Linked DNA regions of Triticum aestivum: region 1 is linked to region 2. The links are chromatin contacts, called in public Hi-C maps. All regions are on one chromosome and are shown on one strand. The core of a region is the stretch at or near the end of the contact, and the rest is flanking DNA. Distances in the headings are between cores, read along the strand shown.

Region 1 (2,700 bases), core at 38-2,537, 230 kb after region 2:
TATTTGCCAATAGGGTGTATATACACACAGGAACCAAATGTTCCCGTATGTTACATTCATTAGGACTGTGCATTTGGGTGGCTATGTGGTGATGGATCGACATGTGGTGGCAGCACAGGGTGACATTAGTTAGGTGTTTTTGAGTGCAGGGACTCGAGTTCCAGGAGTGAAAACACCTCTATGTATGACTTTCATTGGTTGAACCTCGCAATGGCGTTATTCACACGACATTCCCTTGTTGAAGACATTACATGAGAGTTTACTCAGATTCCTCTCTGGGATAAAAATCCATAATGTGACGCAGTGGTTGGGTCCAGCGACGATGGCGCTCATACTTTGTTTCGAAAACGTTGTTGTTGGAGCACCTATTATGTTACCTAGGTTGCCATCATTGATAAGTGTTGTTGTCGTTTGGTGCAGTTGCTTTGTTGATCTTTTCCCCCCTTAATCTGGTAATAATTTGACTATGTGCATCCTTCCTTGATGCTCTTGGGTCATGCCAGTGCACGGTGTACGGGTCGGGTGTAATTGATATCTTCTCGGTACATTCTTTTTATCAAAGAAAAAAACACGGTCAACTCGTACATCTTGGGAGGTTGGCAACCACTGCGAATGCAAATGGAGTACATGCGTCTCACAACGGGGAGAAATATCGAGACCGACCAGATGAGTGTGACCGTCAAATACGTTGTTGATAACCACATGCCCTCAGTCACAGGGAACGCTTCAATGCGCGAGAGAACACGTGTTGGTCCGATCAGTACCGTACGTATCTGCGGTTAATCTCTTCTTCTTTCAACAATATATGTATATGGGTCCAAATAAAAGCATGTCCATTTCTTTCAGTTTTTCAGACGCTACTTGTCGCACAATACGTTTGCTAGGATGTTTCCGAATTTTTTAAAAAAAACAAGCAAGACAAATCGCAGAAGATTTTGTCTGAAGAAGAAACATCCTACATACATACAGTAGCAAATTGGAGCTCGGGTCCGTTATAGCGACGGGTATCCAAACCATCCATCCACCAAGACTCGGACAAAACTATTTGCTTCAAGTCTGCGTGTGTTGCGACGTACACGCTAAAGTGAGTGCACGAGATAGGCTAAGGAGACTCCTTGTGCAGCACTTCAGCCTCAACTTACATTTTTCTGTTACCTGCAAATCCTGTACACATACACGTGTTCATCACTCGCCGATAAACATGGTTGCGCTGGCTAAGTCAACACAGGAGCCATATAAATTAGTAACCGCGTTTTGATCTCGTGTTGCTGGTTTAGTAAAGAAATGCAATGGCCAGTTTCATAAGTTTTAGCCAGGAAAGACCAAGAAATTTGAAGCTGAGGGTTGCGGGTTGGGGCGCCCGGATCCGATGGAATTGAAGCAGCAACGACTTCATGCTGGAAGCCATAAAGGGAGGAGCATTTTATTCCTCTGCATATCCATCCCCTCACCCTGTCCCTCTTCTCCTCTGCTCTGCTGCAGCTCCTCTCCATTTTCTCATCCTACCCAGGAAACTAGGTAAGATATCTCCTCCTTTCCTTTTCTTTTTCTCCTTTGTTTCTAGCGCCTTTTGGAATGATTAGATGGGTGTTAATGAGTTATATAGGTGGTTAGATGGACGGATCATTTTTGTTTGTTGTTATCTTTTCTCGACTCTCGAGCCTTGGCGCATTTTCCTTGGGTCCCCCTCTCCTCAAATTTCAGTAACCATGAACGGACCTGGTTGGTACATGAGGCAATACAGATCAGGACAACCAAATTTTTTTTCGAGGAGGAGGACAACCATGGATTGCTTCAAAATTCAAAACTAAGCTAGCTATTACAAGGAGATTCCTGTTTTCATCCTGTACCACCTTTTAAGACACAAGCTATTCAGAATAATGGACTAGCAAATCAATACAAATTACTGTAGCATTTAGCATTCTTGAGCACGCTGCAGGCGGTATGTTGTTTTTTACATGCTTTTTCCTACACCAATTCTTGCAGTGTAAGAGGAAGCACAGAACGAAATGTTTTTCCAGCGCAAGAATTCCAAGAAAGTGAAAAACACCGATGCATCATCGCCCAAGAAGGACAAAGATAGCCGTGGGAAGAACGACTTCTTCGATCGCGCCAAGGGTGGGTTTGGTGCCCTTGCAGGAAGCATCAAATCAGCCAAGAATGGTTAGTCATTTCGTTTCAAGAATGCCTTTCCGGCTTCCAGCAAACCTCTTCTTCATCTCAGTTCTTGAACCGTTCATAGTGTTTGTCATAACAAGTACTTAACCGATAGCAGTAGAGTTCTGATCGACACAGGCACTAGGAGTATTTTTGGTTGCTCAAATCCCATGGTCAGTTCAGTAAAAGATATCTCGTGAGTCAAATAAATGAAAATAGAATCGCTAATGTATCCTTTTATTTTTCTGATGAATAAATAGGTTCAGAAAACAGAAATACTTATTCTGAAAAGGAGATTTGCGTTTAGGCCAGAAGAAGAACATTTTTGACACTGACATCAACCTGACAGCTGGATGGTGGATATAACAGCAATACTTAATCAAACCATAAATTTTCAGAGTTGAAATGATGTAATTTAAGAATTTTCGTATTAGCTCTCAGAATTTTTAATGCATTGCACATTTCTCCCAAATTGGCTGTCCCAAGTCTTGACAGACAGTTGGCTACATGTAACCTTAATAATTTCCTCCTGCCTGACCTTCG
Region 2 (2,700 bases), core at 56-2,555:
GCAAAGGCAACATCAGCCAAGCCAACACTACCACTCACCGAACTCACCGGTGATAATCCGAGCAAACCACGGCCTGACTAAGACTAGATCTACATCAAGCCATTGCATGATGCCAATCTAGCACTGTCGCACTCACAATCTATTGTGGCACCGGGCCGCCATCTGTCATCCTTTCGTCTACCATGGACAAAGCCAAAAATAACAATGACATCAGAAGTGCAAGAGCGGAAAACTTATGACGTTTAAGCTTGGTTGCCCTAGGGTCGTCTAGCATGCGACACGAAGGCCAGCCCTCTATCCCAAAGACCTTTTTGTGGTTGTTGATGTTGGTACTTTTTTAGCTTGGATTTATTTGGTATGCAGAGCCAGTATCAAAAACCATGTACGTTGCTATCTCTCAGCACATTCTTTCCTAAAAAGAAGGATAACACCCGGGCTCCGCATTGATCGATGCATTACCATATACTATTAGTTATAAAAACAATGTTAAGCATTGATGTTGAACTCAGATCGATTAATGCCTAACTAAAAAAGATAAAGAAAAACATGAGGCCATACACACTGAACCTATGTTGTGGTAGAAGTTTGAGCGTTGACCATAATCCAGCAGTCGAGCGACATGTGAGTTAAGGAATGGCGCAGAACTCAAACACAACGACTTCAAGAAGTAAATATTGTTCTCATGTCAGCGTTGATTGATTAACAATGGCAATTATTTTCAAAGCTGAATTTCAACCCAAGGGCTTCTCCCACGTCGCCCGCCGGTGCGAGACTTGGATTACATAGGTTTGCAACAGCATCATGATACACATGATTATCAAAAGCTCACATTTTCCCAAAGAGGATAACCCCCGGTCTCTATATTAAACGAGGCATACAACCATCTTTATTAAATTGTTTATAGAGATTTTTTTTCAAGGAAAATTGTTCAATGTGTTTGACAAGAATAAATACATAGATCAATGTAAAGCCACCTTTCTAGCGATCATGCCCTAAGCGCAGCAAAAACTCACGTTGTCGGCAAAAAAAAGTGATTAGTGTACACTGACAAAGTATGTGGCAAATCTCGTTGTTATCAGGAACACAACAGGACACGTCGGTTCGCTGCAATGCCCCGCTCGCTCTCTCCAATTATTTTCCATCGACCAGAAGCTTCCACCCATACAGCAAGAGGAAGATAAACGTCACTCTGAGTGACACGTTTGATTGATCATGAGAAAAGTACCGTGGGGTGTGACGTGCAGTGTGGCACGATAGGATAGGATGTCAATACCGTTTCGTTTGAATCTGGCACAGCCCATTGCTTTCGGTACTTCTTTTTGAGGGTTGTTGCTTTCAGTAGTTACCGTGATTTGACCTCTCCGTGGAGTGTCAGACTCCAATAATGCAGGCGGCGCGTCCTTCGATAGCTTGGGCAACTTGTGGCAATCGTTTTGTGGTTCGACTAGTACCGAATAACCATTTAATTACTATATACTGCTTCAATGAGAAGTGCGTGAATAAATTCGGGTATATATGAATCCACTTTGAAAAACACATTTTACAATGTTAAAAAGTTCTGAAAAAAGATGCGCGCGGACATCTTCATATTCTATGTGTGTACAGAAAGTTTCACAAAAAAACAATTTTTTTATAGCCTGTGCAAAAAAGACAAAATTTTGTGCCGTGAAACGCTATTTAGAAGCAGTAAAATTTATCTTTTTTACTGAAACAAAATAAAAATACTTTTTTACACAAAACTTTATGCTGTGGACATACCTTTGCCAACATGTATGCATTTTTTTTTTGAATTTTTGAATATTACAAAATGCGTAAAAGGTACATTTTTGAAAAATGGGTGCAGATGCCCTTGTGTGCAGATCGTCCACTCTCCTGCTCCATTCCTTTAATTTACATGTAAGATCTATTTGAATTCAGACTTCATAGAGTTTGATCATATTTATATGAAAAGATACAACATCTACAATATAAAGTTATATAATATAAAAATAAAATTCATGACACATTTAATTGTATTGATTTTGTATTGTGAATGTTAATTTTTTTAATAAAAAATGGATCAAACTTTAAGAAATTTGATTTCAAACAAAACTTATATACAAAGTGGAAAGTACCGGAGGGAGTTCAAATTTTATTGTCGTTAAAAGAAATAAGAACCGTCCATCAGAGATAATCGAGTGGTGGAAATAGGAGGTACCAAAACAGAAGTATCAAATACGTGGACCAGTTACCCAAAATAAGGTGGGACTAGTACCTACATTATTTTCTTTTTGTATTTATTATTACAGGTTAGATCGGTAATTGCACAACTCGATATTATTCTTTTTGAGAAAATTGCACAACTAGATGTTGCTAGCACGATCAAAATGCAAAGAGAGCTGTGCTGCTCACCTGACCGGCCCAGCTAACAAAACTGGTGCTCACGCGCATGCTCTCATATGGGAAGCCCAGCAGGAATCTTCTTGCTCGGTTGATTTTTGTAGTTGGACAGGTCGACCGGATTGACTGTTGCCTCAAAAACCACTCAAAAAATTACAGTTGACTAAAATAATATTCCCCGTTGAATTTTCAACCAATATTAATACGAAATAATTCTATTTTTAAAAAATATGAACTTGGAAAAATTCAAAAAGTTTAAAAAATGTTCATGAAATTGAAATAAGTCCAGTTAGTTTAAATTTTCAACTAATTTCTAAAATT

Evidence for each region. A called contact is a pair of places that touch in the nucleus more often than the background predicts.
Region 1: a contact with region 2 is called in a Hi-C map of leaf, with 5 times the contacts expected there. The contact joins the promoter of LOC123061330 here to the enhancer-like site in region 2. A contact is called at or near these places in 1 of 5 Hi-C or Micro-C datasets (leaf) and 1 of 1 datasets of contacts at active chromatin or transcription factors (leaf).

The regions. Positions count from the first base shown.
Region 1 is chr3A:374,102,410-374,105,109 of IWGSC CS RefSeq v2.1, forward strand. LOC123061330 reads left to right here and starts at 1,288. Exons shown (of 5, transcript XM_044484389.1): 1 at 1,288-1,518; 2 at 1,987-2,163. The coding sequence starts at 2,010.
Region 2 is chr3A:373,870,731-373,873,430 of IWGSC CS RefSeq v2.1, forward strand. No RefSeq gene overlaps it. Among protein-coding and RNA genes, the nearest start is that of LOC123058342, 72 kb to the left of the region's middle. Within about 2 kb of position 1,306, at least 2 of the 8 cell types and tissues checked have an H3K27ac peak or open chromatin away from gene starts, as enhancers often do. A contact at or near this core is called in leaf, where this site is marked.